6 separate regions of the Mus musculus genome follow, and all the other regions are linked to region 1. The links are chromatin contacts, called in public Hi-C, HiCAR-type, Micro-C and promoter capture Hi-C maps. All regions are on one chromosome and are shown on one strand. Each heading gives the region's core, a stretch centred on a gene start, on an enhancer-like site or on the middle of the called end of the contact. The rest is flanking DNA. Distances are from core to core; before and after follow the strand shown.

Evidence for each region. A called contact is a pair of places that touch in the nucleus more often than the background predicts. HiCAR-type assays count read pairs that join an accessible place to other places. Capture Hi-C pulls out chosen DNA fragments and counts their contacts.
Region 2: a contact with region 1 is called in a Micro-C map of muscle stem cells, with 3 times the contacts expected there. The contact joins two enhancer-like sites. A contact is called at or near these places in 2 of 484 Hi-C or Micro-C datasets (adipose-derived mesenchymal stem cells and muscle stem cells).
Region 3: a HiCAR-type map of astrocytes shows a contact between it and region 1, with 2.0 times the contacts expected there. The contact joins two enhancer-like sites. A contact is called at or near these places in 1 of 115 datasets of contacts at active chromatin or transcription factors (astrocytes) and 1 of 9 other capture datasets (adipose tissue).
Region 4: a HiCAR-type map of astrocytes shows a contact between it and region 1, with 3 times the contacts expected there. The contact joins the promoter of Zbtb20 here to the enhancer-like site in region 1. A contact is called at or near these places in 5 of 484 Hi-C or Micro-C datasets (liver, muscle stem cells, uterus and 1 more), 3 of 115 datasets of contacts at active chromatin or transcription factors (astrocytes, heart atrium and neural progenitor cells) and 1 of 9 other capture datasets (adipose tissue).
Region 5: a Hi-C map of liver shows a contact between it and region 1, with 2.1 times the contacts expected there. The contact joins two enhancer-like sites. A contact is called at or near these places in 2 of 484 Hi-C or Micro-C datasets (Sertoli cells and liver) and 2 of 9 other capture datasets (adipose tissue and macrophages).
Region 6: a promoter capture Hi-C map of liver shows a contact between it and region 1. The contact joins two enhancer-like sites. A contact is called at or near these places in 6 of 484 Hi-C or Micro-C datasets (muscle stem cells, uterus and ventricular fibroblasts), 5 of 115 datasets of contacts at active chromatin or transcription factors (astrocytes, embryonic forebrain, fibro-adipogenic progenitors and 2 more) and 4 of 9 other capture datasets (adipose tissue, liver, macrophages and 1 more).

What each region holds. Positions count from the first base shown.
Region 1 is chr16:43,233,181-43,238,406 of GRCm38.p6, forward strand. All of the region lies in intron 3 of Zbtb20 (zinc finger and BTB domain containing 20), which reads left to right. Among named protein-coding and RNA genes, the nearest start is that of Gm25873, 110 kb to the left of the region's middle. Within about 2 kb of position 2,216, at least 65 of the 459 cell types and tissues checked have an H3K27ac peak or open chromatin away from gene starts, as enhancers often do. A contact at or near this core is called in adipose tissue, astrocytes, heart atrium and 3 more, where this site is marked.
Region 2 is chr16:43,696,586-43,701,811 of GRCm38.p6, forward strand. No RefSeq gene overlaps it. Among named protein-coding and RNA genes, the nearest start is that of Tigit, 35 kb to the left of the region's middle. Within about 2 kb of position 2,541, at least 124 of the 459 cell types and tissues checked have an H3K27ac peak or open chromatin away from gene starts, as enhancers often do. A contact at or near this core is called in muscle stem cells, where this site is marked.
Region 3 is chr16:43,621,007-43,626,232 of GRCm38.p6, forward strand. It overlaps a transcript of Zbtb20 not described here and a transcript of Tigit not described here. Among named protein-coding and RNA genes, the nearest start is that of Mir568, 17 kb to the right of the region's middle. Within about 2 kb of position 2,460, at least 24 of the 459 cell types and tissues checked have an H3K27ac peak or open chromatin away from gene starts, as enhancers often do. A contact at or near this core is called in adipose tissue and astrocytes, where this site is marked.
Region 4 is chr16:42,905,070-42,910,295 of GRCm38.p6, forward strand. It overlaps Zbtb20 (zinc finger and BTB domain containing 20), which reads left to right and starts at 2,576. Exons shown (of 11, transcript NM_001285805.1): 1 at 2,576-2,652. All of the region lies in intron 1 of Gm19522 (predicted gene, 19522), which reads right to left.
Region 5 is chr16:43,537,188-43,542,413 of GRCm38.p6, forward strand. All of the region lies in intron 5 of Zbtb20 (zinc finger and BTB domain containing 20), which reads left to right. Among named protein-coding and RNA genes, the nearest start is that of Mir568, 100 kb to the right of the region's middle. Within about 2 kb of position 2,569, at least 62 of the 459 cell types and tissues checked have an H3K27ac peak or open chromatin away from gene starts, as enhancers often do. A contact at or near this core is called in adipose tissue and liver, where this site is marked.
Region 6 is chr16:43,503,299-43,508,524 of GRCm38.p6, forward strand. The region is part of intron 5 of Zbtb20 (zinc finger and BTB domain containing 20); the gene reads left to right. Among named protein-coding and RNA genes, the nearest start is that of Gm15713, 86 kb to the left of the region's middle. Within about 2 kb of position 3,238, at least 90 of the 459 cell types and tissues checked have an H3K27ac peak or open chromatin away from gene starts, as enhancers often do. A contact at or near this core is called in adipose tissue, astrocytes, heart atrium and 3 more, where this site is marked.

The sequences.
Region 1 (5,226 bases), core at 966-3,465:
CTTCCTAAAAGTGTGTGTAATGTAGTTTGAATAAGGACAAAGAGGAATTGTGTTGCCTATTTTTGTTTGTTTGCTTGTCTGCTTGCTTGCTTTAAACACTTGAAACCATGTCCAACACAATGTACCTGTCTTTTTTTTTTTTTCTGTTAATGCAGCCTGCTAGCCTGGAGATTCCATAGTATTATATCCCAGTTTTATTTGTAGGGCTACCTTTACATTCACTATTAAATCCAAAACTATCTAAATTTCCTAGATTATTAAAATATTGTAATTGCTATATGTTACATGCAACTATAATTTAATAAGATTTTGGTAGATATTTGTTACAGGGGTCTTAATATTTAGGATTTTAGTGTACATCCAGTTTACTATTTGTGGAGTTTCATCATCTGTTAAATAAAAATTGAAATAGGACCTACCTCAGTTCTTCTGGTGATTAAATGAGATACTTTTCTGAATATATGCTTATATAAAATTGTACATCAGTTACCAACATATAGGAAGTACTCAATAGTCTTAATTGTTATTATATATAAGTGTTACATGAATAGATAGTACAAGCTTGATAAATATTTAGTAAATGGATAAATGAACGATACAAATTCTTTAACTGGCAATGTATGACCAGTTTGTAAGTTTGGTATTCTAGGTGCTTCTTTACATTCTGAAAATGATATAAAACAATGTTCAATAGAATTGAGAATGTCATCCAGTTTCCAAGAGGATTTACAAGCTCTAGATGCCACGTTAGGATAGACCGTTCCCCACCCCACCCCCTTATCATTTGCAATCATTTGTAATACATAGCATGTGATCTCTGACTAGAATGTATCTGTGACCACTAAGTAAATACATAGTTTCCCTTCTTATAATAGCCATGCAAATATGATTTATCTTCTGACACAATACAAACAGAGTATGCATGTATGCATTTGGTGAACAAAAGACAAATGAGTAGGAAAACAGGATGTGTGCCTACATCCTCTACTTGCCTGAGATAACAGGAATGCATTGATAGAGAGAAGGACAGTGCACACTCTTATTTGTGCCTGTGTTGGGGATATACCAATATTGTTGCAATATACCATCCTGATGATGGCAGTCATCATGGTTTGAGAAGGACTTTGTTCCTTAATAGATTTGTTTTTAAATCCTGAGCTGTTTACTATCTAAAGCATTTATCTGAAATTACTATTCACTAAATCCCTCAGTTCCTAGAACTGTTAATCTGATTCTAGTAATAGTTTTTTTTAAAAAAGTTCAAAGGTTTGCCTGCCTGTAGAATGTTCTTCCCTACCACTGACACTGCAATTCTACCTTTAGATGCAGTTAATGTGTCATGTCTAAGAGCTCTGTTTCATGCTTTCTTGTATGTTTGTGCTACATTGACAGTTTTCTGTTTAGAGGTGCATGTTTTCTTTTAAGCTGTAGTGATTAAATTATAAGCTTCTTGAAGGCAAAGCCTGTCCCTTATTCTCTCAGTACTGGTATTATCCAGTTTCTGATACAGAAGAGATTGTCAATAAATATGTATCTAACAAATTAATGAGTTTGCCTTCACACACATCAGATAAGGGGCATGACTATAATCTCCTCTGTGTTTTTGTTTTTCTCCAGGATTTGTGAGCCTTTTGAAATTAACTATGGACATAGTGCTATGCTTCTGACTTGTCTAGTTGCTTTGAGGGATATTTCTTATTGTTGAAATGGTTTTTTTTTTTTTTGTTAGCAATTGGCTGTTTTAGTGTTTTGTTTTGTGTTGTCCGACCTTGTTTACACTGTGTGTATGTTTTAGAGCAGGGCTACCCGTGTGCTGTTCATGAGTGACGCCGTGATGGAGCCACATGGAACAGTGTTCCTAATTCTCACTTCTCTTTACATGCTACCTGCTTTGGTGCCTTGTTCAAGCACTGTTATTGATGTGCTTTGAAAAGATGTGTGGATTGTGTCAGCAAGCTGGGAAAGTCAGAGTTTTGTTTTGTTTTGTTTTTCAGCCAAAATTCTTAGGCCTTAATAAAATATGCGATGCATAGCTTAGAAGTCAATAACTGTGCCCTACCTGAACAAACGCTCCATTGTTACTTGACTGTTTTGAGGTCGGTCCAGGCCTGAGGATTTTGTTAAAGGCTAACAGAAATGTCCAGTATCACCCAGCCTAGCAAGAGAAAATCTGACACTCGCGACTTGTACTTCTGTGTTCCAGGCTGTTACACAAACTCACTGAGTACTGTATATGTCTGATTTCTCAACTTCACCTGCAGTAAACTTGTGCAATCCCGGGGCTAGAGACCTCCTTTGTAAATGTTGTCTGTCCAGTAATGGTGTTGGCACTGGGAGGCCCTAGCAGATAAAAGTGGAAGAACATATGGCTTCCATCTGAATACAAATTGGTGGACATAGTGTGGTAATTCAGCTGCGATGGCCTCTATACTGTAATCTGAAAGAGTCTGAGTAGATGTGAATTTCTCCCACTCCTCTACACCCCCATTCCACTGTGTTTTGATCGCCCTGAAGTACAGCCATCCTGCGTCGCCTTCTGACTGTGTTATTTGTGAAATGGCCAGCATGAGGAATTATTAATTAAAGCTAACAAATCACCCTGACGAGCTGTGCCCTGGCATGGCTGAAGGTTGATTGGCGAAAGTGTTCTCCTTTAGAGAAAAGACTTTTTGTGCTCGTGACGCAGTCAGGGACGGATTATTGAATATGCAAGTTAGAAGAAAAATCACAGGACAAGCAAATTGAGTATTTACTGGCAAATAATTGCGCTCTTAAACTGTGGCTCTCTTCCTAAATTCTTAACATTCCCGAGGGTTAGAAAGAAACACAGAAAAATGCATCGGTACAGAGTTCATTTCAAAAAACCACCCATAGACTGATGTTTGAGGCTTGTGCAGGTAAGTGTGATTGTGTATGCCTGGGAAGTGAAAGACCAAGCAGAGGATGGGGAGTGTTTCTGTGAGTCTGCTGAGTTGTTTATACAGCTCAGCATAGTTCTAAGTTGAGAATTTAGTTTCCGTGCTGCATTTATTGTGAAAGTGAGAGTCGTGAAAAGGAAAGGGTGTTTTCTCAAGTTATTTGTCTTTATCAGCAAAAGAAAAAGTTAACGTTTTGTCCTAAAAATAGTTTTCATTTTGCTCAGATATTTGTGACTATGTATAAAACGATGACTGGATTTAAAGATCTGTTGTTATTTTCAACACTGTTAATTATGATGCGTCTTAACAGTGTCCCAAACACATGTGGGGAAACTGTTGCATGGATTTTTAAAAGTAAACACTGTTTTACATTAGGACCTAGATAGTTAGTCCGTGTTGAGATTTCTACAGGAACACGAACGTTTGGAAGTTGTTGTTAGGCTTCTAGCTCTTATAGTAACCAAAATGTGTGTGTGTGTGTGTGTGTGTGTGTGTGTGTGTGTGTGTTTCATCTGGAATGTTGCTCAGACTCCTCACTTTTGAGGTCATTGTAAGATATAAGAAACAACTTTAATGTCTTTTTCAAAACTAAATGAAAGGCGTGGAAATATAAAAGGAGTTGAAGGCTCATGTATAAAATGTAGATATTAAACAGATATACTTTTTTATAAGTGCAGTTAGATTATGTGAAAAGCATCCAGAAATAATGTGTATGTACTGGCCATGTATTAAATGTTCTTTGAAAACTTAGAAAAGGTGCTGTCATCAACAACAAGCTGTTTTTGAGATGAGAATAATTGGCTGGCGAAATAGCATTTTAGGCTTATAATAACTATGAGTAGCATGGATTTAAAACAAAAGCATAAATGTAATTTAGACCAAATTAACTAATTAATAATTGTAAAGTGCTTTAAGAATAAAATATCGACATGATAGGAATAGGAGTAGGAATAATAAAAATGGAAAATCCAGCAGGTACACAGAAATTAAATCACAGTCAACTGCATTCGCTTTCAGAAACTCACCATTTTAAAATATAAATAAATAAAACAATTTTTTTCTGCCTTCTAATCCATTCCTTGAACTAGAAAATATGTTACTAGTTAGGTGACTTTCCTTACTGTATTCTATGTTACTTCAATATTAGTTTGTTTCAATATGTAGAATAGAGCTCAAAGAAAGTTTAGAAAATATACTTTGTTTAAGATTGACTTCCCCCTCGACCAGATTTCCTCAGATTTCATGAGGCAGCCTCTTTAAAGTTTTCGGTGAGTATTAGAGGCTAAAGTTGGTCCATTATTTTGAAATAGCAAAGAGGGCACTTAAAGCATATGTTCAGAGAACAAACCATCTGCCTTCTTTATTATGAGTATCACAGCATTATGAGGAATTGGAAAGGCTTGAAAAATTGAGCCAAAGTCCTGCAGAAGATCTTAATACTCAGCACGCTGGATTATAGAATAGCTTAGCATGGCCACACTTTTTGTCTTTTAAGAAAATACTATTACTACCTCTGATACATGGGCAGTAACAGCAAAGTATTGTAGAATGACATGAACTCATGACAAGGTATTGGTGATCTGCTTTTGGTTGAGTTTTAAGCTTGTTGTTGGAGAAACTCACAGTGACTTAGAGAAATAGAAGGTGGTGACTGTTGGAACAAGAACGTAGTCCAGCTGCTCACCTCTGGAGTTGCAGAAGGCATGCAGAGACCAGACTCAAGCACTGCTGTAATCCCTGTGATGTGGGAGGAGTGTGGGTCAGCTTTATTGCCGTGGGAGAAGTGGATTGCAGCATTAGAATACAGAAGTAACTATAAGCTGATAGAATTCCTAGATGGTACTACTCTATCTTCTTAGCATCTGGAATGATTTGAAATTTTAAAAATAATAAATGAACAAAAAAGTCCTTCCTATTTAGCTCCAAATATAATAACACTGTAATTCTACCCTGAGCTTTCTATAGGGGTCATATAAGGACAGGCCAAGATAATTATCACTATATATAGGATATCTAATCTGCAAACAGAGCACTAAATTGTACTAACTCTGACCAGCCTGGAAAGCTCATTATCAAGGGAAAAATTAGGTTATCTTCTAAGTTCTCAGTGGTTTTCAGAATCGTGCACTTAGATGGGTTGATTAGGCCAAAGACTTCTTTTGTCTGAAAACTAAACCTAAATTCTTTTAAAAAGCTACAGTTGATATTTATAACAACAAAATTATTGACTGGGTAAGGAAAATGACTGCCCAGTTCCTATAGATCATTTACTGGTAGAATTTTATTTTATACATATACAGAGTACAGA
Region 2 (5,226 bases), core at 1,291-3,790, 460 kb after region 1:
ATGTATGAGTGGTTTTGCCTGTCTGCATGTCTGTGCACCGTGGCTGTGCCTGGTGCCTGCAAAGACCAAAAGAGTATGTCAGATCCCTTGGAACTGGAGGTACAGACAGTTGTTAGCTACCACGTGGGTGCTGGGATTCGACTGTGGGTCGCCTGGAAGAGCAGTCAGTACTCTCTCCAGCTCCCACTGAGCTCTTTACAGTTCTGATTGTGGTTCTTGATTCTCCCTCACTTACTCTGTGACTTTCATTGTGTGCTGCTCATTGGAATGAGGTTCCAGAAATTCCTTGAGACCTGGGATCAATGCCCCTGCCTTCGGGGAAAATTGGTGCCTGCTTTAACCAGGCACCTAGAGGCACTACCCAACCCAGAATAACTTCAGTACCCATCTTGGGATTTCTCAGCTTATATTAGTTGTGGGAACGCTAGCCTTAATTCCAATGAGAGCAACTCCCTGTTATAAAGTTCTCAGGAGAAATTTAGCTTTCGCCGAATCTCCAGGGTAAAAGGGACACTGGGATCCCTTCTGGGGGAACCTTTCTCTGTCTCCTTTTTCTACCAAACAGATGTACCTACTTTAGGCAGCTCAGCCATTCCTCACCTTGCTCAGAACTCATGGCTACCTCCTTCCTCCTCCCTTCTCCCGAATAAACCTTTCTCTTCATTTTTGGCCTTAAGAATTTCTTGATAATAAAACTGTGCAGTTTTTTCTTGGTGGTGGTTTATTCTGTGTCTTTTGTGTGTGTGTGTGTGTGTGTGTGTGTGTGTGTGTGTGTGTGTGTGTTTGTTTAAGACAGGATTTCGCTGTGTAGCCATGGCTGTCCTGAAACTTGGTAGACTAGGCTGGCCTCCAACTCTAAGGGCTGCTTCCCTACTGCTGGGATTAAAGATGTGCACAACTAGGATTGTTATGCCTGGCACAATAATCGTTTCATAATGGAAAGCTGGGGAGATATTTTAAATTTACTTTAGTCCACATTTTGTTGAGACTGGTGACAATTTTGAGTCCCATTAGCCTGTAGATTGCCATTTGAAAACCTCTAATCCGGATTGCTAAGACTCTATAAAGCCATAAAGGACGGGGCATAACTTGAACCTTATCTCCCTGGGAAAGCATTTGTTGTCTTAGCCTCCACTTATCTATAGAAACAACACATGGCCTATATGGACATTCTGGGAGCTTATAGGCATATTCAACTGTAGTTATTAGCTTCTTGCTTTCATCCTCTCTGAGAAATACTCCCAAATGAGAAATATCCATGTTAGGGCTAGAGAGATGACACCTCAGTGACTGAGGGCCTGAGGTCACTTCCCAGAGCCCACAGCAAGTCATCCACATTGCCAGTGACTCAGCTTCAGGTCTACCTGACTCACTCTTCTGGCTTCTTTCGGTACCCACAGCATGTGTGGCATTTACCACACAGTCACACATAACCAGAAATAAAATAAATATTAAAATCCAAGCCCATCTTTCTTCGAGTTGCTGTTGTCGTGTATGTTGTTACAGTGACGAGACACGTAATTGATACGGCTTTCCAACTAGAATCTGTGACAAGTGACAGCATTGAGCGTTTTCACTAAACCAAGCTCTGTGTCAATGGTTTTGTATTTACTACCTCACTGAACTCTAAAGGAAGCCTAACAAGCCAGATGCCATTGTATCCCAGTTTTCTAGGTGGCAATTCTGTGGATTGAGAGGTGAGACAACTTGACTGAGTTGTTTCAAACCCTGTGCTCAAACTCTTTCAATGTTTGCCACGGGTAGTATGTCAACACAGCCACACTGTGCTACAAATTTTGCTTAAAAAAAAAAAAAAAAAGTCCAGGGGACTGGAGAGATGGCCTAGCGGTTAAGAGCATTCACTGCTCTTCCAGAGGTCCTGGGTTCAATTCCCAGCAACCACATGGGGGCTCACTACCATCAGTAAGGGAACTGATGCCCTCTTCTGGTGTGTCTGAAGACAGTTACAGTGTACTCACATACATAAACTAAATAAATCTTTTAAAAAATCCAATCACTTCCCCCACTGGAATGTAAGTTGGAAAGATAAATATGAGAGAGAGAGAGAGAGAGAGAGAGAGAGAGAGAGATCTAAAAGTATAGAACTGGAAGTGACAAGAACGTAGGGAGAAACAAGACAGCTTCCTTCCCACACATCTGCTCCTTCAGAGTCTTAGCTCTGCCCAACTCTTTATTTACCACCACCACCACCTTGTGTCTGATTTTTAAAATCATTTTTCTCACCTCCACTGCTACTGCACAGTCCCTAACCTACCTCCCTAAATCCACTATTTTGTATTCCCACCCCCACACCTCAACCTACGGATCCTTCGAGGAAGATGCAAACAGAGCATTGGCTATTTTAAAACGCCACAATTTTAAAAAGCACTCATCTCTTTATATCTACTGCTTGCCACAAATCCTTTCCAGCCCCGCCCTCTTCCACTTGACGGAAAGGCAGAAGTCTATGGTGGAGCCCACAGGAACCTTCTGGTCCCGCCCCCACACCTTGTCCCGCCCCCAAGGCTGTCTCTCCTGCTAGCCTGTGGTTTGTGGGTTTGAGCTGTCGGGTTGGTATGTACCCTGTGTTCTCTGCCTGGCCTGTCTTTACTGACCTCTGCCTAGGGGACTTCATCATCTCTTCCAGTTTTGTTGTTTTGTTTTGTTTTGTTTTGTTTGTTGTTGTTTCTTGAGATGGGCCGACCTCAAACCTGTGCTCCTCCTGCCTTGTTAGGGCTGGGATTACAGTCCCATGCCACCATGGCTGGTGGAGTCTCACTATCTTTGTAGGCTGCCACCATCACGTAAGCTCTGGAGAGCGTGTGCCTGATACAGGAAAGGGTTCAGTAGATTTGGTTAAGGGAATAAAGTCACAAAAGCACAGTGATCCTTATACCAGGTCTGTTGACCTCTGGTTTTACCTCATTCTACTGAATAACAAAGATGGGATTTCCCCCTCTGCCTCTGACGTGAATGAGTTACAAGCTGGGGCATATCAGATTCTCTAATACCCCACGCTATGCTGGACATACAGGAGGTGCTCGAGAATTCTAGAATTCTGAATAAGTATTTGACCATGAGACATAAACATGTCTCCTGCTAAATTCCAGAGCTCCTCTGACTAAATCTCCAGCCAATAAACAGAGCTCTGCTACAGGAGGAGCAAGGACTGCCCAAGGTCTACTGCAGCAACAAGGAATTCATCACATAAAAACTGCATCATTTGGCTGGGCGTGGTGGCGCACACCTTTAATCCCAGCACTCGGGAAGTAGAGGCAGGTGGATCTCTGAATTCAAGGCCAGCCTGGTCTAAAGAGTGAGTTCCAGGACAGCTGGGGCTACACTGTCTCGAAAACCAAACAAAGCAAAAAAAAAAAAAAAAAAAAATCTACACAGCCTCATACTTTCTATAGATACTGTTAAAATTCTCTAAAGGGGAATAAATCGTTGCATATGCTCTCAAAGCCCTTTCTCTAGTGACAATTATTTTTTTCTGGGGCTTAAAATTGAACATATCTCAATGGTGTTGACTAAGGTCTAATTATAATGAGAGTTCTGAAATCCTAAATGAAATTATTTGACCATATCAAATTCATGCTTGACTGTGTCTTCTCTTGAAGATTGGCGTTCCCAGATCTCCAGTTACATCCAACTTGCTGCTCATAGCAAACGAGTAAGTGTGTAGCACACGCTGTCAGAACAGCAAACTCGGACACCTGTGTGCCAGTTTGCTTCTGGCCTTCCATTTCAGCTGCTAGCTCTAAACGAATTATCCCAACCGCGACCCCCACCCCTTCACACACACACACACACACACACACACACACACACACACACACACCATTGCCCGATAGTACACTCTGTCATTACAACACCTCAGACATGTTTCTACACAGTGAAAAGGCAATGGCTGCTCAGAACGCCACAGTTGGAAGAGCGTTTTCATGTATTTAAGTCACCCGAGTCTCACGGCAGCCCTGTGTCTTCAACAGGGCTGCGGCCTTAGTGAGGAGCAGAGGAAACACACAACTCAGAAACCTAAGCTGTTTGCTTTGCCAGGTAGCAAGTAGCTAAGAACATCGGGAGTCCTGCTCAGGCCCTCTGGCTAGAAGCCCACACATTTCCCACAGCTCCTCTGCAAAATGAGCTGAAGTACAGCGGCTCCTCCTGGTGTCCCCACCGCTTTTATGTTAGCTGTAACTTATTTGGTGACTCATCCTTTGACATCCGCCAGAATCCAAGTCCCCAATGCGCCAGTTTAGAGGTTCCTGGGCCTCTTATTTGGAGATGGAGTCACTGATTTGAAACGCCATTGGTTTTGTTTTATCGTATTTTGTCATTATTCACTAGATGCCTCTTTTCTAACAGAAAGGGTGTGGATTCCAATGGGAGGGGAAGTGGGGAGGAGTTAGGAGCTGGGAGGAGCTAAGGGAGGGGAAACTGTAATCGGAATTTACCGTATGGAAGAAAATTATTTTCAGTAAAAGAAAAACAGAGACAAAATGCCAGGAGCTCTGTTGAGCTGAGCTGAGGCCCTGCAATGGATAGTTAGCGACACTCACTAGGTAGCTGATGGGCCCCCACAGGCCAAGCTCAAAGCTCTTGGATTCAGATTTATACTTCAGTGAAGTTGAAACCATTCACCGCATTCAGACAAGCCGTAGATCTACTACACAGTTAAGAAGACTGCACCTCCGGCTACACAGATCAAAGTCATTTGGGCCATAGTTAATAAAACACACAGATTCCTGGTCTCTGAGGTACAGCTCCCGAATCCAAGGTCTCAACAATGTGAGGGGGCTAGGACCCAGTCCGCTTGAACCCCACAGTCTTCCCAGCCATGGCCTTCCCAGCAAGTGCCTGACAGGCTACAGCTGCTGCTATTAAATTCTTATGCTCACCAAAGTTGGAGGACTCTCTGATCAATACACACACACACACACACACACACACACACACACACGATCTCAATGAAGGGACTAAGTAAGTATAGATAAGATAAAGTGGTTTTAAAGGCGGTGTAATAAGTATGAACAAAGCGTTAGAAAGGACCATTATGAAAATAATTTTTATGAAGGGCTCAAGGAAGACATTTTAGAGCATTTTGTAATGGAACTGGCCTGCTCAAATCGCCTTGGGATAAACCATTCAGAAAAGTAACACAAAAGCAATGCACAGAGGACAGCATACGCTGGCCTGGAGAGAGGCCCACATATATCTCAGCTG
Region 3 (5,226 bases), core at 1,210-3,709, 390 kb after region 1:
TTCTTTTTAAATTGCTCTACATTTTAAATCAGTTTTCTTCCTAATTTTCCTGTTAGCATTTTATTTACAAAAAAAAAAAATGCAGCAAATGAGGGAAAATTTTCCAAGGCAAGCAACTCTATAATGACTAAATTGGTTTTATTCATATATTTTAGACAATTGGTTAACTTGAATCTTTTCCATAAGTTCTTTGTGATGTTTAGTAGTTTGTGCAACTGGAGTATTTGTGGCGTTGAAGTTGGTCTTATGGTGCTTAATTCAGTGGATTTTTTGCTAGAAGTTGTAGTGTGGCTTTGGATGGGTAACTTACTACTGAGTATCACTTATCGTGATTTCTAAGAAGGGGACACCCAAAAAACTTGTGTGACCTGTTTTAAAAATTAGCTTCAGAAATGCAAAAGTTCTCCCTATTACCCCCCCCTGCTGTTTTGCTGTTGTTAATATTGGAAGTCAGGCGTGACCTGATGTTCCTGTACCACCGAGAGAGGGAGCATTAGGTCACAAGGTCATGGAATCATTTGGAAATATGAGTTGTTCAACCCATCAAGGAGGAAAAAAAAAAAAAACTGATGCTGTGATATTCTTTTCTTAATCTGGAGGGAAAAAAGACATGAAATCACTCACCATATAAAGCAAGGGAAAGAAAGCAGAGGCCCAGCGTCAGGCATCCTCACTGTTGACGGGAGCACATTGAAAGATGTGTTTCCAGTCAGAGCTCAGTAAAGTAGCCAGCACTCAGACTGATCCTGGGAACACTTAACCTTGCGTGCCATTCGGTCCCATTCCCATCTGCTCACTACACCTGAAAGAATCCCGTTTGTCTTCATGCTAATGTGCCATTGTCAAAAAGCTAAGCAACTGGGTTAAAGATCCAACATTTGTTGTAGAGCATGGGAAAGAAAAGAAAAGAAAAGAAAAGAAAAGAAAAGAAAAGAAAAGAAAAGAAAAGGACACCAGATGACTTGAAACTCTGAGACACATTCTTTTCCTATAAAGGGAATATCTTCTTTTAAAACGTGTGAGGAGATCCCTGAGGAATTCTTGGTCAGGTCCTACCTACTGTACAGGCTCAGTCCTACTGTACAGGCTCAGTCCTGCTGTTTTACCCCAAACATCTCCCAACCTAAAATACTGCTTTCTAGAACTGAAGGACACTCCGTTGGCATCAGAACTCTAAAGGAAAGTCGCTTCTATAGTGCTGGTGCTGTATACCTGGCCTCTCGAGGGCTGTTTTCCAACTGCACTGCATTGTAGAAGATAAGCCAGTCTGCACCTACTTCAAAAGGTTACAGATGCTTCCAGGATTGCCCATGCACACTCGATATTTAACAATCACAAATAAGAGAAGATGAGAAAGAGTGCCGCTTTTTTTTTTGTTTGTTTGTTTTGTTTTCTGTCCTGCCGTTTTTATGATGGGATGCTATCAGTTCTTTTAAAACTAGAAAACAAACAAACAAAAAAGGTCATTTTAGTATTCAGGAACACTTGCGCAAGTGTGCATGCACACATGTGCACACGCTCACACACGATGGAAGCAGATGTTCCAGGCAGAAGACCTCTTGAGAAGTTTAGGGAACAAGAGCTGGCATTCAAAAGAATACTAGTATATATTTTTTTAATCAATCTACAATTTAAACAAGAAATTTGTTAAATACAAAAACAAAATAGTACCAGCATTTGTACAAAAAAAGAGCCCCTAATTGTGTAAAACATATCCCCCAAAAGACAATAATTAGAACTGGAGGATATGATTCAGCTCTACAGTAAAAAACAAAAACAACCAAGCCCCACCCCCACACTCACACCTAGTAATCCTAAAGGAAAATCTTTATAGAAGTTTTTCACGGTGTGAACTTACCCTCCTGCAGCCTCTCCCATCGCAGGTCTTTCGCCCTCAGGAGGGAGGGTGGCAGGTAATCCTGGCTCATGCCCCAGAAGCTCCCATCCCCTCTCCCCTATCTAGGAGGCCACAGTCACTGTTGGCTTTAGAAAGACTTGGGCTTGCCTTCTTTCTCTGTAAGTAAGAGACACTTTATTATATATCATAATATCATGTAAGGACCAAGAAAACTCTTTTCAATCCATGAGCAGGGAGAGGCTGTGTGTCTGAGACGGGAGAGCAAGAGTTTTCTCTGGGCGTGCCTGTTTCATATCACTCTCCCTGTCAGGATCTATGTGTGCTTCCATCTCACACACCATCTACTACCATCATACGGCCTGCTTATGCCCCAAAGCACTGTTTTCTTTCAGCAGTAGAAGTTAAACCAGAAATGTGTGCCTCATCAAAGCCCTCAGGTCCCCGGGAAAATACAGGAAAGTTCCCTGTTGCAGTCCTCCAAGATACGCCCAACACTGTTGTCCTGAGGAATGATGGCAGGGAAGTCGCCCTGGCAAGGATGCATAGCAGACAATGCCCTTGCTGAGCCTTCCCCTGAAGTTGCAGTGGGAGTTGGTTTGATTAGTTAGGGCTAGCCATGTGAGGTGTGTGGTGCTAACATCACGTCAGGCCGATGCTGCCCTGACCAGTGTGCAGCTGCAGCTAAGGGAACAAAAAGGTGTAGCCCAGGAGCAGACAGGAGATGCCCTGGGAGGAAAGAGAACACAGGGTAGGTGCCCTTTCTGCTGTGACTTGACTCTTAAAAGAAAACCCTCTAAAAAGAATTCTTTAATTTAGTAATGAGTTGAAGTCCAGGGTAATGGAAGCTCTAGGGAAGAGAACAAAAGAATTGCAAAATGTATTCAGTACCCAACAATACCAAACCAGAAAACATCCAATCACAAAGCTAGGAAGTTTGGCAAGAGGTACTTAGGGAAACCTCCAGTCTTTTCCATGGGTAGGGTCCGCAGACTTTCTTTTGAGTGATTTCTGGCTCAGAGAAACCTCTTTACTCACTAGAAAAGAACTTTGTTTAAATGGCCAATTTTGTCCCCCAGGAGGGGAGAAAGAATTAAAAAAAAAAAAAAAAGACAGAAAAGAAAAATAGGACACTAAAGACGGAACCATGTGAGTTGGTGACAAACAAAAGAAAGGGGACACTAGAATTTCAATAGACTCCCTATTGGATAGATTTTTTTTTAAAAAAGCAAAGCTACCCAAGGGCCCCCCAGCTCCAGACTCCCAGTCTTGAGCTGACCCAGCTGCTGGCTTTCTAGGGCTGGACATAACTTCCCAACTGGGACCCTGGCAACTTTCATTCTGTGTTTTCATAAGGAAAAGGGACTGTTCTCTTAAGTGCCCTGGAAATAGGTAGTGGCATGGGGCAAACTTTCAAAACCCACCTCTGCTCTAGTGCTCAGGATGCCCCAGGAGCTCGTGAAAATACTTAAATATTCCCAAGGGCTTTGTGTGCGGAGTTATCATTTCCAGTGCACCTTAAACATCCACCTGAGCTGACTGCGTTTCTGTAAAACTGCACAATTACTAACCCGAAGCATCATCGTTTCTAGCCCTGAGTAGCAAGATGATCAACCCAAGCAAACTAGCCCACGGGGTACTTTAAGTTTCTCAAGATGCTTCTCTGCTTGAACACTGAATCCACAGCAGGAAGAGATGTGCATTATCCAGTGCTCAGAGTGCCCTTGGGGCTGTAGAGCTAGGCTCCATTCTCTCTAAGGTGAACAAGCAAAATGGAGGCTTGCAGGGCATACGATTTTTTTCAAAACTGTATGTCTCCTCCTCATGAAAGGAAGACTAGAAAAGGCCCAGGACTGGAGCAAGAGTCTTAATTTATGACTTACTGATAGCTGCCCTTTCCCCAGAGTTTCTTTAGGGCCCAACTATGCTCCACTGACTACTGGCATAACCCCAGCTAAGAAACTTTCACAAAAAAATCCATTGGGTTGTAGGATTATTGCCTTAAGTTAGAAACCCTGGAGGAAAGCAGACAACACACACACACAGAAAATGAAAGACTGTGAAGATAGATAGGGACATTTCTTGGTTTGTAATGGATTCATAATCACAAAAATAAGCTCTATTCATGACTGAGGACTATGGAATCAGTGACTTCCTGGGAGGCACCAAACTTGTAGGGGAACCAGCTGCTTTCAGGAAGCAGCTATTTCCTGTCTGCTCCTTTCTTTGGTAGGTCGAGGCTGACTGTAAAATAACCGTGTTGCTAAGTAGCAAGTCCTGTTAAACATAAGCACAGGTGCCTGGATGGCTCTTAAATGTCTCCTTAACAGGGAGCCCAAATCTCAAAATACAGCTTTCTCTCTCTACAGAGATCGTATCAATACAGACTGCTCTCTGTCCCACCTCGGTTTTGAGGTGCATTGGGTTTGTCTTGTGAACTTTTGTTTAAATACAAAATCAAAACTTTTACATCTTTAATTGAGACACATAATCTGCAGATCATAGACAAACTCTAGCCCTAGTCATGAAATCCTAGCTTCAGCAGTGCCTGAAAACAGTCCAAGTCTCTCCTTGGATCTCTTTCAGACTGAGAAGTTTCTTGATTCAGAGTGCTTACATGATCCTGATAGTCCTAAGGCACAGAGAAAAAGAACCCCACAGAAGACATCTGCTTCTACTGCTGTTGCGACAGTTGTTATAGCCCAAAGCATAACTGTCATTTGCACACAGATGCTAATAACAAAAGTGGCTTAACCCATCCAGTTTGTCACAGCTGCTGTCCAGAATGTCTGTCTGTGAGTGTACCTTATCCGTGTGCACACATGGTGTGAGGTGCTTGTACCACAAAACTTCATTCATATTCTCCAGTGACAGCAGCAGACACTTGAGAATTTCCAGCTCGAGTCAAAGGCCTGACACCATGCATAGCCCTGCTCTCTGCTTCGTCGCTGTCTGTGAGGAGGCTTTACAGCATTCAGAAGTAGCCCAACCATCAGTAGTTTGTGTATAGCCCCGTGAGGAAAAACTTGAACAAATGCTACACTTCTGTGGATTTACTGGTGAATGTGTGTGTGTGTGTGTGTGTGTGTGTGTGTGCGCGCACACATGACCTGCATCTTTGTATGTTTATGTATATTTATGTTGTCTGAGTGTGTGTGTATCTCTCAAATGAAGCACACACGGTTCCTGGTGCGTAGATACAGTTGCCTCTTCTACCAGTGTGCTCAGACTCATGGCTTTCTTCCCAGGAAGCAGTCACCTGCCCACTCTGTTGCTTTTTGTAGCATTTCAGAGTTGGGAGAAACAAAGGCAGCTTGTTGGCTCCACAGCAAACCCACAGGGACAGGCTGTTTTTCTCCAGAAGAGGGTGG
Region 4 (5,226 bases), core at 1,326-3,825, 330 kb before region 1:
CGTTCTGTTGAGGATGTTTTAAAAAATAGATTTGCAAGAAACTGTCAGGTAGTTGTATTGTTTTCTATTGTTGCCATCAGTGAAGGAGCATTCAGGTTGCTCAACATTCCCACTAGCAAGCATTTGGTATTGTCAGTGTCTTGGGTTTTGGCTGCTCTAATGAGTATGAAGTGATATCTTATTGTTTTGCTTTGCACTGCTTGAAGACATATGACATGCATGTTTCTATTTGCTTATTTGCTTTTGGTTTTCCTTTTCAATGAGGTGACTGTTAAGCTCTTTGCCCACCTTTTAAATTCTGTTGCTTGTTTGAGTTGAAGATATAATTTTATATCTTATATAAGTATATATTATTAGATCTGTCTGCTGTAAATATTTCCTAGTTTTCTATGGCTTGTCTTACCATTATTTTTTTCAGTATTTTTCACATACAAAGAAAAAAATGGTGATTTTAATGTTCAGTCTATGAATTTGTTCTTTCTTGGATCACATTGTTAGTGTTTTCCTTAAGGATTTATTCCTGAAGTTTTGGAGTCCTAGAGTGTTGCATTATATAGGTACTTTTACCCATAATTCCCAGCATTTTGGGTTGTTCCATTGTGTTGCCGTCTTAGTTTGTTAGCGATTAGTTGACTAGGTTTATGTGGATCTGTTTCCAGCTTCTCTACTCTTTTACACCATTGATATTTTATTTTTTTATTTACTTTTTCTAGATCCACACTGTGTTGATTATATTATAGCTTTATGATAAACATGGAATTATCAGAGCAGCCAGGGGCAAGAAGATGTATGCTGTAGGCTGACCTCAAACTTAGTATGTTGCTAAGGATAACCATAACTTCTGCTCCATCTGCTTCCATTTCCTCTAAACACGGGATTTTAAGGCTAACACCCTGTGTCCAGTTTTAGGAAACGCTGGGGACTGAATCCAGGCCTTCGTGCATGCTAGGCAAGCACTCTGCCAACTGATCTATATATTCCTCCACCCAGCATGGTAAAATTATTTTGGTTATGTAAAGGAATACATTTTGAATTTTGTAGTAAGTTAAGCCATATAAAAGGATAGTTTTGCAGATAATATATTTAAGGTCATTGGTATCAAAATATAGCATTAGAATAAGTCAAGTGCACCCTCTTACCTTTCATTTTATGTGTGTGAATTCCTTTGGAAAAATCTACTCTTTAAAAATTTTTAAATGTATACAATTTATATAGTCAAACTGTATAAACAACATTAAGGAAGATGGGCATCTACACAGATACAATACTCAGATATATAGATAAATAGATAGATAGATAGTTAGTTAGTTTGGTTTATCAGGAGTTGTTTTGAAAAAAAAAAGAGACTTCCAACCAGTTCTATTTTCTGATGTTCATCATCCCAAAGCTGAAAATATATCACCACTTTAGAAAAGGCACCTGGGAGTTAGCAAAGGCTATGAGGAGCATGTGGTGGGACCAGTAATATAACCAGCACTATTTTCCTGGAGCTAGTGCATGTGAAAATTTGGTTAAAGGTATAGTATAAAGAGTTTCATTTTTTTCTTTCAAGGAAGGTTTATTTAAAAGCACCAGTTTTAGTTTTTACTTCTAATAAAAGATGAAAGGTTATTTACTGTAGTTTCCGATCCATATTGTATAGAACTTTGTCTTGCTTGAATGGTAACTCCTAATAGGTTTATTTCTCTGGTATACTATGTATTAAATGCATTGCACCTGTTAATACAGACTGCATTGCATTGTGTAGCTGGATGCTTCAAACAAGAAACCAGTCTGCTTTCTTCTAGGGTACTAGCCTATTAGCAAGTTAATTAAACTTAATTCTGTTTTTGTCTTATAGTTTTGTTTATGGTCTTGGTTTATTTACTGAACAGTGATTTCTTCTTTGCAGTTACCAGTTTTGCCTGAGATCAGTTTTCCTATTGTATGGAGTCTGTTTCTTACAGTCTCCTTTAAGACAGCTCTGACTTTAAAATCATTACTAAGCTTTTGTCAGAGCAGATTTGTTGACATTTTTCTCACATTCAAAAAATAAATTTGAAAGATTGCACAAATAAGCTATGTAATTCCTTATTTCCTGCTAATATGCAAAAATGTATTTATGATAATTACACACGTACTGTGTGCCAGAGCTGAAACAATACATTCCTCATAATGGAGCATAAATAAAGAAGGTGGAGCCAGCTGCTCTTAAACTGTTTCTTTGCAAGCAGTAATGCTATAGAGAATATACCTTTTCCCTCTGTTAGTCTGGCAATGCTGAACCTGTTGCTGCATTAGACGAGTTGCGTTTTCCTGGGTAGGGGAAGGAGGGCTGTCTGCTGTCTGGTAGGAGGGCTTTGTCTGTGCCTTTCTCTCTCTCTCTTTCTGTTTTTCTTTCTCTCTCTCCTTCTCTTTCTCTCTCACTGGCTTGCTTGCTCTGTCTCTGTCTTTCTCTCTCTCTCTCTGCCCCCCTTCCCCTCCCTCTCTCTTGCTCTCTCTCTCTCTCTTCCCGTCTCTGTGGTTTGTAAGGTAGGTTGCAGTGTGTGTATATACACAACATCAAGAGCAGGAAAATGGACTCATTAGGGAGGCAGGCAGTCATTACCACTCACACTGTACTTCCAGGGAGACACCGATTATGAGAAGAGAAACTCAGCGCTGGGGAAGAAGGTAGGGGCAGACAACTTTCATAAAAACAACCCTGCCTCCTCAGTCCCCTTGCATTTATCATCTTATTTACTCCACAGTGCTTTTAGGCTTTCTTTCCTGAATTTTAATTTCTGTATCTAAATTTGACAGAGCTAATGCTAGTTTGAATTTTGGAACATCTATAGGAGGCCTACCCTGTACTAATTTTCTTAATTATTTAAGGGTGTGACCTTGTGATTCAGTTTTATTAGTTTAAAAATAATTACAAACAAACCTATTTTTCTTACTAAAGTAATGAGTAAATCAGAATCGTTCACTCTTTTAAAACAAACTCCTCCGTATGTTTGTCTCTTTGCTTTTCTCGTCTGTTTATGCAATTCCATCTGTCTGTCTATATATCATGTTGTCCTTATTTATTGCTAACTGGATTTTGTTAGTTATTTGCCAGTGAGTTTTAGCTGCAGTGCCAGTGTGGGTACTACCAAAATGAGACTCTTGTTCTTTGTTTTACATTGAAGTTTAAAGTCCATATTTACAGTATAGATCCTTTAAGCAGGTTGCATACTTTATGCTAGCATGTTTATTTGATGACATTGGACATAAGGTGAAGGGTAGCCCCTCAGGGTGGGCAAGAATCAAGGAACTATTTTTTTTTGCTACTACACATGTAGAAATAGTGCATCAGGGGGTTATAGTTTCAAAGAAATTGTGGCTATTTTCTAACTTTTTATTTTATAGATAGATTGTTGCATTTATATGGGTATTACTGTGGTTAGTAAGAGTATAAACTTTCTTAACAAGAAGTTTTTATCCTGGGATAGTTTCCTTTTAGTATGTTAGTGCTTGTTTATGCTTAGGGAGGGAGGAGTGGAGGCTGGCCTTTTTACATTTTTTTTTTTTTTAACAAAGTGGAAGCTATGGAGTGTATCAGGCCATTTTGTGCAACAACTGTAAGTATTCCCTTAACATATTTGAGTCCATAAATAATGTATTTGTTATTGCAAATATGTATTTGAGGTTTTTTTTTATTTCTTTTTTCTTTTCATGGTGGGAAAAAAGCTATGCTTGAAACCAGCTTGCATTGTTGAGGAATTTTCTAGAATAGTGCTTTTTCAAAATTTCAAGGAGTAGTTAAATAAGGTGGATGTGAAGTATACTTTTAGATGGACTTCTATTTAGGTTTGTGCAAAAGCAGAACTTTTATTCATCTGATAAAAATTAAGTCAGACAGAGAGGAACATAAATGTTTTCAGAATATACACGAGCAGTGATAGGAAATGAATGCAGATCTGAGGAGATGTTTGATAATAACAATCACCTTTTTGTAATACATTATTTATTTACTATAAGTAGCAGACTTTCCCCTGTTAATTCCATTAGGCCTCTCTGACAACACAAAGAAGTCCAGAAAGCAATATTCTTAACCCACCTGGGACTCGAGAGCAGACTCCACAACACACTCTCAAGGTTCAAGCCTAGTAAAGCGTTTATTCAAATCCATTATTAGGGGAGGGCGGTGAACTTTTGCTACTAAAAGTCTTCTTTACCGCTTCTTTAAAAAAAAAATATACTTAGACTTTTAATTTAGTTTTTTTTTTTTTCTCCACTGTCTTTTCAGCTGGAAAGGCCAGCCCTGACCAAGAGCATACAGACCTGAAGTACATTCAGTCAGGCCCTTTCAGAGATTGTTTTTTTTTTTTTTTTTTTTTAATCAAAGGTCCATGGAAAGTTTGAAGGAGGCTTTAGGAAACGTGTATTAACACTGTGCATAGTTGGTGTTGTGAACAGAATTTTTCCCATTTCAGACTGTGATCCAAAAAGTTGTTTCAGAACTAATAGGTCAGAAGTGTGTCTGTGTCGTACACCTGTTATTTTTGGTATTATCTCTTGAAGAATTATCTAAGATGCTCTTTTAGATAAAAGAAATCTTTCACAGACTGTTTGATCAATCATCTTTTGTGCATATGTATTTTGTGGAAATAGTGTGAATTTATGTATATAATTCATGTTTATATGGATCCAAAAATCATAGATGCATTGCTGATAGAATTTTAAATATTTCACATTGTGTTTTTACATTAACCATAAGTAAACACCAAATGCTTAACTCCAAAAGAGAATGGAAATTTTTTTACCTCCCAGAAAGGATAAAAGGAAGGAAAATTTTAGTCATTTCTGTGGTGGTTTTAATTTTTAGAATGTGTTTTCTTTTGCATTATAATTCTTGGTTGGCCTTCAGTAAATCGAAAATATTTTTAGGATGAAAAATACTCTTGCCCTTTTCTGGGAGGAACTGTCACAATCTAAATGCTGCAGGACACTGTAAAATGTGCATAAGTAAACTTAAAGCCAGTGCCCTCTGCTGCCTAGGGATTTGGAAGGCTGAAAGGCTTGCGTCACAGGAGGGCTATAGAGTGCCAGAAAAATTCATTAACCAGTCTTACTGGTTATGGGGGGCTCATCTTCCTGTTTAAGTCCCGAAGCCCTGGTCAGGTCATAGTGTGTTTCATTTTAATGTTAGAGCAGACAGTTATCTAACACACCCACATGAGGAAGTGCTCTAAAGCAGTTATTTCATGCTTTGCCATGCCCTGT
Region 5 (5,226 bases), core at 1,319-3,818, 300 kb after region 1:
ACACACACACACACACACACACACACACACACACACACACACACACACATGTTTTAAAGTGACTTTTACGTCTTATTTTTTTCTTCTCCAAGAAATTAGCATTCAGAGAGTTGCGTTCCGACTGTGGCCCGATGTGTGCCTTGATCAGGAGTGCATTTTTATGACTGGGTTATAAACGGTCATAATAGTGAGGGGTTGGGATGGAATGCCTTCAAAAGATAACCTAGACCTACTGCAGGCTTGAAACTCTATTAGCCTAGCTATTAAAACCAGGAGGACAAACTGTTTCTTCCCTGGATACAAAAGCTGTTAGGCTACAGCTTGACCCAGTACAAACTTTTCTGAATCTCTCTCCACTTTACAAACCGTCAGCTCATTGCTGCCGTCTGCAGTGAGGCTGTTTACAGCTCTGTGCTAAGTGGAAAGTTCAAATCAATTATTGTCCATTAGAGTTTAGGTATAACTGATGAAATATCCCCAGAGGAGTATTGTAAATGTATCAAGACGTCCTTCCCCATTATAGAAATGGGGACGCATAGTGAATTACTTACCTTCTCTCTTGCCCTTAATGCCTCTGAAAGGCTGCTGGGCAGACAGAGCTCCTCTTGTGTTGCTGGGGTTTTGAGTGAGGACTTCACCATTTGGTGAGCATGTGTCTTGAGCTGGCAAATGTCTAGACTCCAACTTACTGTCTACTCTTGGTAAACTTTCGTGTGGATATAAGAAAATAAAAAATGAAAATGAAAAATTGAGAGACTGTAAAAATTGATTGGAAAGTAAGTACCGGGCAATCAGGTTCCCTTTGCATGATTGCCGTCTCACTGACAATCAAGTGAGAGACGCTTTGACGCAGGGAGAGTTGGTGCTGGGCCACTGTGCTTGTGAGAAGCTTGTTCCTCCTTGTTCTGGTTCTTTCATTCAGTCTTCTACCGGACAGAAAGGGAGAGTCATTCATAGCTAAGCATCTTCAGGCTCTAACAGTGATATTTCACCCCATGAAAGCCAGAACCCCCACACCCACACCCCAAGAAAAAGCCAGAACCCAGTAGAAAACAAAGATCTATTTGCAATCTGCTCTAATGGGACTTGCTTTGGAAGATGTTTTTTGCTTATTGTCTTTCTTGTTGATGCCCTGAGCCATCTCCTTGCCCCAGAGATCCCACGGCTGCAATGTACAGACTCTTCTCATACAAAAGTCTAGGTGTTCTTCTCTAGAGGGCTGTGACTTTTTTTAAACACCAGAGAAGTAATAGAGGAAGGTCAAAGAGACATCATTCTCCTGGTCAGGCATTCTCTCCTGACCCCATGGACACAGGTGGAGGGACACCTTTTTATTCTGAGTTAGTCCTATTTGGCTCCAATGGGCTGCCTGTGTGAATGTAGCAGCACACAGTTCCACCCTGACTACAGTTAGAATGAAGAGAAGATTCCTATTTAAAATGCAGCACTGATTTCCCTGCGTTGAACACCAAGGAGAACTCCAAAATGTCCCCCTGCTCGCAGGCTTATCAGTTATCTTAACAGTGTTTACCCTCAGCTCTCATGGGACTTCCATTCATCTCACTGTAGAGCCACCAATAACTGAACAGGAAATCTGACTGAGAAGAAGAGAGAGCACTTAGAACCCTTATTGGGTCATAGTATCTTAGGCTGTGCTATACCATTTTCTTAGTCTGTTGTTTTCTTCTCTTTTGGATTTTTTACATTTATTCATTCACTGTATATGAGTGTGTACTTACACGTGCATGTGTGTATGCGTGTGGGTGAATGTTAGCCATGGTATGCATGTGGAAGTCAGAGGAAAACTTGTAGGGTGTTGGTTCTCTCCTATTGTGTAGGTTCTGGGGTCAAACTCTGGTTGTCATGATCGGCAGTGGACACCTTTACCGACTGAGTCATCTTGCTGGCCCTGGTTTCTTTGCAGTGACCCAGGAATCCTTAGTCTCTGCTTTGGATATGCCGAACCATTGCTTTTTTACCAAATCACAGACTGGGAAGGTGGTCTCTTGCTCAGCGGGTATGTGCCTGGGTAGATGCTCTCCCCTGAGATGTGCAGCCACTCACACATCACCAGCTTCTAATAATTCCTGACATTTAAAGAGTCAGTCCATTTCGACCATTTCTTTCTGCATATTTGTGGAAAGAGCCAATGGTTTGCAGCATTCAGGAGGCACAGGATGTGCACCTTGTCGTGTGGATCGTATTCGTTCTGCCCGGTTTATCGGTTGTTTGTTTTCTCTTAGGATTTTGGGAGACTTCTTTAACATGTTAAATATGGGGCTAAAAATAGTGACTAGACTGTAAATCATTTGGGGGAAAATATTAATAAGATACAAAGAGAACTGCCTTCCCATCCACCCTGTGTCATAATGACAAAATGCTAAATGACTCTGCATGTCTGACTCCCTCGTCACTGGAGGTGAGGCCTCTGGATTCTGTGCCATACAAACCCCCAAATGTGAGAGCCTTAAGTGCAGGCTGAAGTACCAAGCGTGGGTTTGGATTTCCCTTTCCTGCCCCAGTACTCTGAAAGCATGTTTACTCAGCCTTCCCTCCGAGCAGGGTCCCTGTGCTGAAGCCGGTCTGCCAGCCCACTTCTGAGTAACAGCCAACACCCCCATCCAGCGCCGCCGACCGATGGGCTTGCTCGAATTTAAGGAGCAGGACTGATTTTCAAGTTTCTTCGAGCCATTATTTGTGTTCCAAGTTATCTTCCTGCATCCGTATTAATTTTCTGTTTCCAAAAGTAAGCCCCATGTATTTCAAGGCAGCACAGTTGCTTTTTCACATTTTCCAGGGAACTGGTGTTTTTAATGTCATGTGAGGACAACATTACACAATGGGTCTTTGGCAGGGACACACAGAAATGAATACCGTGTGCGAACAAACATTAAATGGCAGTCTTAATTACAGAGTTAGACTCTGTTGTTTTTAATGCCCTTCAATTTTATAATTTGATGGAAAATGCATCAACACAGCTATTTTCTTTCTACCCTAAATGATTAAGGATTGATATACCCCCAAACTGCAGTAGCTCCTTAGATCAGCTAATCAGGTAGGCCTTACATGTTATCCACTAGAGGGCAGTAGGGATACACAGCCACTCCAACCAATATGTGCAACATATGGTCGACGTGGAAACATAGTAGCCATAGCTTTCATGTGTATGAAAAATTCCCATTGCAGTGTTGCTTCACTTATAATTATATTGAAAGTAAACACTAATTCACAGACAGACTACGCATATTTCAACATATCCCTCTAGTGTTTTGTCTATTCTAGTTTAAAATGCCCTGAGTAATGAAACTTCTACTACTTCCCTTGGGAAGCTATATCAAAACCCACTTGTTTTACATGCCTGTTTTTTTTTACAAACACACACTCAAGATCTATTAGTCTTCCTTCAAGTTCATTTAGACCTCTGTTGCATACTCCATTTTCCCTTACAGCAAAGCTAGTTCCATTCCGCAAAAGATGTTTCCTGAGTATCCATTGTGTGGAAGACATACTTAGTTGAGGGATGTCCACAGCTGGCGAGCATTGCAAGGCTGCGGCTGAAGGATTTGCATGACTCCAAGCTACAGAAGAAGCTCGTCCAAACCAAACATCAGAAGAAGATGTTGGCCTAAGTTCTAAAAGGAGTGACATTCATAAAACTGTCATAACAGGAAAAAGTTTAGTTGAACTTGGATTTTCTGTATTGAAATCCAGAGTGCTAGTATTGCATGGTGACATCTAACATCACCTGAAAAACTGTAAGCTCTCTGGCTGACCTGGCGGTGAGCTCATGCCAAGGAGACGACCTGGGTTCTCACCAGTGAAAGCTGATCCTTTGGCCGATAGATCAGATTAGCCTAGAAGTTTAGAACCAATTTTGGGGTTCTTTATACCTACTTATGAAACAGAGGATATGGTTTGTAAATCCCACCAACAATGTTCCGTAGTCTGCTTTTCGTTTTTTTTAATCATCGACTCACTGGGTTCAGTCCCAGTGCCGCTACACACATTGCATGATGGGAAAGTAACCCAAGATCACATGCAGTACTTTGAGTTTGCACCACTGGTCTTTTACATATACTTCGATCATATGTATCTGAAGGAGAGGGTAGGAAAAAAATCCAAGCCAAGAAAATCCCTTTAAGGCTAGAACTCACAGTTACACTGTTACTACAAGGTTTCCCCATTTACATTAGAGACAGAGCAAAGTTATTTGCTCTGTTGGGTCTTTTTCTCAGATACATTTCCATAAGGCTGTCCTGATGGCCAAGGACATCCCAAGTAGACATGTCCACGGGTGAGAGTGTTCTGCCTCCAAGTGCAGAATGAAATGTTGCAGAAGTTCTAGGAATGATACATACCTCTCAGTGCTCTTTCACATCCTTTGAGCCAATGTAGAACATAGCCTATTCTCCAGGGTCTTTAAAGGCCTTTCTTTTGCCAATTAGGAGGGTAAGAATGTGCTGGATAGGCTGACTCTCTGTAGGAAAAGAGAAGGGAAGGATACAGAATCTTCATGGGAATCTATACAACAATAGTCCAGACTTCCTATCACAAACAAAGCTTACATCCAAAATTTGTGTCACCTGTAATGAAATCCACAGGAGTATTTTATATGGAAGTAATTAAGTGCAAATGTACAACAGCCATTTTTGTGTTTTTGTTTGTTTCAAAATACCAGAGGTGATTAGGCCATATTATGAACTAATTGCTTACTTAATTTATTTAAGTTGAAATGAGTTCTTGAGTTATACAGGACCCAAAACACGAACTCATTACTCCATTCTGCACACCACTGAAAAGAACAAAACAAAGACGTTAGCGCCTTTATTTCATTATGTTACAACACACCAACATTCTGAGCACTGATGAGGACCCAAGTGGACAGAACATCTGTATTTGGTAAGAAAATAAAATAAATAAATGTTTGCTCCATCATTTAGTTCTTCCATTGATGTGCTGAAATTCAAAATGAATGGCCAAAGGTAATAAAGTGGCATGCCTTTTTTTGTACACTTTCCTATGGAAAGTTTAAACGACTCTTCAAACATATTTGAAAACAGTAAATAAATAACCTACAAAATTCAATATTTTCTTAAATTTGGAAGTAAACCACAGTCATTCCTAGGCTTGAGTCTCTGTACACCAAGTTTCAAACCAAAGCATATTTTGGTATTTTGATGGTTGACTTATAACCCCCTGAAAAGAGGACCTGATTGTGTGCAGTGA
Region 6 (5,226 bases), core at 1,988-4,487, 270 kb after region 1:
CTCTCTTCCTCTCTCTCACAGTCTCTCTCTCCCTCCCTCGTTTGCGCTCTCTCTCTCTCTCTGTCTCTTGCTCTACTGTTTTTTTTCCCTCTCTCTCTCTCTCTCCTAAACGTGGTCTGCTTGCTGATGGCAGAATGGCACTCGGAGATTTGTGCATTGTGTCTGGTTTCCTACGGGCAGGCTGACCCAGTGCCTCCAGGGACTTATCAATAGACCACTCAGAAGAGACACAGACAGGAGAGAGGAGGAGGGGTGGGGGGAGAGAGAGAGAATCAATATCAAGAATAGAAGGAGCTCCGAAGCCATTTTTTTTTTAAAGAAGTATCGGGACTTGGGAGAGGGTGACAAAGAAGGTTTTTCAAAGAGGCAGTGGAGGAGGTTCTAATAAATTTGGAAGGAAACAGTTCCCTGTCTTGGGAAAAGGAGAACTCCTGACTGATTAGCATTCACACCAGGTATGAGATGTTCTACCCCTTATCACTGTGTCGCAACCGAGGTGGAAAGGCTTTTTTTTAAGGAGACTGAGGGAGCATGTATTTTGCTGTGTTTGTTGTTGGGGGGTAAGAGGGGCGGCGTGAGAGGCTGTGGGCATTTGTGTATGGGAGCAGGGAGAATGGAAGCAGTACACGGGGGTGGGAGAGAGTGTGGAGTGTGTTACTGTCTTCCCTGTCTTTGTGCACCCCTGGGGGGTACCCAAGTTCATTTCTAGCAGGTGGATTTAGACAGGAGTTACTTAACGCTTGACCGCCAGTTTTGAAAAAAAAAAAAAGAAAAAGAAAAGAAAGAAAGAAAAAGAAAAAAAAACGCTGCTTCCTATGTCTGCTAAAAGGAAGCTCCAATTTCTCCTCTCTCTCTCTCTCTCTCTCTCTCTCTCTCTCTCTCTCTCTCTCTCTCTCTCTCTCTCTCTCTCTCTCTCTCCCCTTCTCCCTCTCTGTCTCTCCCTCTCCCCCATCCGTCTTCCCCTCTCTCTTCTTTTTTTCCTCTTCTAACCAGACAGCGGGAGGGTTCCTGGCTCCCAGCCAGCCCAAAAGCCTCTAAGTGTTTTGCACTTGTTTCAGGGAGTAGCTGCCCGGGGATTTTTCAGCATTTTCACTGGAGAACAAAGAGTTCTTTACAAAGGGAAGGGGGGGCTTAATGTCTGATATATGTTTTTCTATTTTTATTAGTTTTTTTGCCTAAAAAAGAAAGAGTCAGGAACAGAACATTACTCTATAAAAACACAAAGACATTCAAAAGAAAGCTAGTTATCTTTTCTCTCCATCACCCCTACATATATACATGAAAAATTAAAAGGAATGACTAATTAAGTTGGCTGTGTTGCTCTTTTCTCCTCCTCTAGTCTTTCTAAATTCAACTGCTCCTCTGCCCGCTTTGCTGTTCTTTCCCTACTCACTGCAAAAGTTGCTCAGGGTGCATCTTCCCTTAGCATGTCTGTTCCATTTTTGTGTCCCTGAAATCTTGTGGAAGAAAGAATGAGAGTCCATCAAATAATTGATTTAGGGGCAAGAACATCCTCTACTTTTGCCACTTTTTTGGGTAAAAAGTTAATTATGGAATTGGAGCTCCCAAAATACCAGTGGGGTACATCAGCTCATTTGATCTCCCAAGTTTTTGCATCCATCTGTGTAAAGGGCATCTCTGTGTCACTTGTCAGTTATAAAGGAGAGGTAGTAAGGGAGTAGGTGTTTATATTTTGTTTCTATGATATAAATTACCAAACTCCCAGAGACATTACTTGTCCCATCTATGATATATTAGTTCAAGCAAAATGTAGTCTAGACGGAGGTTTTCTCAACAATTCTGATTGCCATGTAGCTTTGTATTCTGTTTGATGTTTTGCCTATGCGTATGTATTTCCACTATGAATTTGTGTTTGTAGTAAACATTCTAGAATGCTTATCACTTTCAAATTAATCCTCTAACAAAAGAAAAGAGAAATCAGGACGGGAACTGTATGAGCAAAGTATAGTAAACAGTTTATCTTTTAATACATGCTGTACATTTTATATTTTTATACTAATATCCTTAACTTATAATCCCAGGGAAATGCTTTCTTTCTGAAAGTTCTGCTCTTAATGTGTTTATATTTTGAGTGTCGTTTGGTAATCATTTGAGGTACATAATGGACACTAAACTGAGCAGAGGGGAAATAGCTACAAGCGCCACCACAAAACCCTGAAAATGCAGACTAGGCTGAGCACCTAAGTGTGGCTCAGAGGGAAACAACTACAACAGTTGTCCACGAGTCAGAAACTCTCTCCTCCTCTTCCTCCCATTTATGGAAAAATAAAACTCATTCATTATCCCTGGGGCCGGACACTATAAGAAAAACTAGAGGTACATATATTTTCCCATGTGTATGAACTGTACGTCTATCTGTGTTTCTAAAGGGCACAGTGCTTATGGGGCAGAGGGCAACGCCTCACTAGTCAGCCCTCCTGGCTGGGAGGGCTGAATGCCTTGTGTTTGAAGTAACTTGATAACAAGGGGTCTTTTCGGGAACCCGTCTATGTGTGTGCTCCTTCAGTAATGACCCTCAAATTAAGCCTGGCACTGGGTGGCCAAGCTAGTACTTGACCTCATGGGAAGATACTAGAAGTAAGGGAAGTCTGGGCAAATCCAAAATTTCTAGGGCCGGTCACTTGTCACAGTTGCATGTTTTCTTGCGGGAAATTCTTGAATTCCACTCAAAAGTCTATATTTTTGTAGAATTTGTAAACGATCCTAAAATGAAAGTCACTCACCAAAAATAAAAGAAACTAAGTCTTTAAAAAGTTTTAGCTTAAAGGCAAGAGGCTTGGGGATTTTTTTCTGCCCTTGCTCCCCACCCCAGCCCCCACACATACTTTGCTTGGTTTCTTTTTCTTTTCTTCTCTTTTTTTCCCCTCTCCTGAATCCTTTTGTTACTGCAGCTGTTGTACCTGCATATTTGGTTTGTGTGTGTGAGTGTCCTCTCCTCACCCTTCATCTCTCTCCCTGTCTGCTGTTTGGGGTGGCCAGAGGATTTTCTGAGAGGGACAGAGGGAGGACTGGAAGAGGAAGAGGCTGTTGCTGAATGCAGCAGTACCCCCCCCCCCAAGTCAGGCAGCCCCGTCAGCTAGCTGTGCTGGGAGAGTACAGTGAGAGGTGATAGCTGTCATTCTGGGATTCTTCGTAGGTCTGACCTGAGAGTAACACACTCAACAGTCGAGGAGAAAGGGGAACATAGAGGAGGAAGAAAGAAACGCTCTTTGAGCTGGAATACACTGGCCCTTTCTTCCTGGAGGCAATCCGCTCTGGTTCTTGGCGACGTGTCCTGCACTATCAGATATCATATGACTTTTTATTTAGATTTCTTTTTGGAGAATGGCCTGTTAGGACTCTGTTTGTTTTCTTTTATTTAATTTCCTTCTCCCTTCACCCGCTAGTTTTGTGTATCTGTGTGTCAGAGTGTGTGCACGCATGCATATGTGTGTGCAGTTTTTATCTTTGTTTTTGTTCTGTTGATCGGATGCTTTATTTAAGGACAAAGCTTTAATTATTTCAGTATAGTGGTTTAATCATTTGCCAAAAAGAAACCTCATTCCAGGCTTTTGGGGGCTTGGGGTCCATTTTTAAACACATCCATTAACCCAGGAGGCTGCAGCTCCTGATGCCTGCTGGTCAGACCTTGGCCCACTCCCCCACCCTCACTTACCCCTCCTCCTCAGCAGCGTGCACAGCAGCGTGAGGTAGGAAACACCTGTGCGGAGTTGTGAGGGAAATAAAAGTAGAGGCAACTTCTTCAAATCTGGGCTCCTGCTTTCACTTTAATAAACTTTTTTTTCCGATCTTTGATTTTTTTTTTCTTTTCTTTTTGGCACCCTCTGTTGAGCTTGAAAACATCAGAGATAGTTAAGGATATGTCCGTGGCGCTTTTGTGAGGCCAGCTGAGCACCACTGGAAAGTGGAGCAGGAGTTGCAATCTATTCAGAGACTTAAGATTAAGTAAGAGATTTAAATAAGGTCTTTGAGATCTGTGCGCTGCTCGGTCAGGGTTTGGTGATAGGTGGTAGATGGGGTATTTAGGGTATTCAAGGCAGGGAGAGAGAAAATCCCAAACTGGAGAAAGACGAGCAGTTTTGCTGCAATTAGTACTTTTAAAACCTTAACTCAATCGAATTTTTATTTTATGTATCTCAAAATTTAGCTGACCAATATGTGATCAGCTATCTTTCCATGCTTGCTGTGCAATTATACTGACAATTCTTGCTGAATTTACCCTATAATTTCATGTATTTTTTTAGTTTTGGAGAGTTCAGATTTTAGTTAGAAAAAAAAAAAGCATAACTTCTCTCGATATGCCTAAAGTGGTCTATACATTATTCTTGCCATACTGAACATACTAGATTCTGATTGTATGTGTATGTTTTTGTGTTACAACACACAAGACTGCCTTAAAGACTCAGGTGACCGCTACATCCTTCAGACCTGTAGATTTTAGCTTCTTGTTACTTGTTCTGAAATTATTTTTCATGGACCTTTAATGTGCAATGTCTTTTTTTTTTATAACCAATTGTGAGTTTTGTTGAAACTTGAAGAGAAATTTATTCCACCCCTTTAAGAGTACCCAAAAGGGAAGGGAGAACTATTCTCTTTCAGCTCAAAAAAAAAATTTTTTTTAGAAACCTTTTTCCCCCAACGGAAAACTCCAAAACAGCTCTGTCTCAGAACGTTAAACTTGGCATGGGTAAGAAATGTGAGTTTTGCTTTGTTTGAGGAAATTTGTTTTCGAGACAACAATGTTATAAATATTTTTAAATTGCCTGCTGAGCATGCGCTGTCTCTGACTTTATTCATAGTTTTAAATACACACCAATGCAATCTTCTGAATGGCCACAGGTAAGGCTGTCGGTTTGTGGGATTCTTCTCTGAGGCACCTTCAGTGAGTCTCCTCAGTTTTCCAGAAGGGAAAGGGGCAGGAGCTGAGCTCAGACCTGGATACCCTTCTAACTATCCTAGAGAAAAAGTGAATTGCCCTCTAAGGCTTGCACACTGTACTTAGGGTAAGTACTATTCAACTTTTCTTTCCTGTATGAGTTGCCTGCCTTAACTTTCTGGCTTATTACTAGCAGAGTAAATGGGGAAATTTTTTAACTCAAGGAGGAATTTGCCTGAAACAGAAGATTTGCAGATTTAAGGGCATCTATTGTGCATAAATTTAGGGATCCGCGAATTTGCCAGTAAAATGCTAGCAGCTCAGTGCTT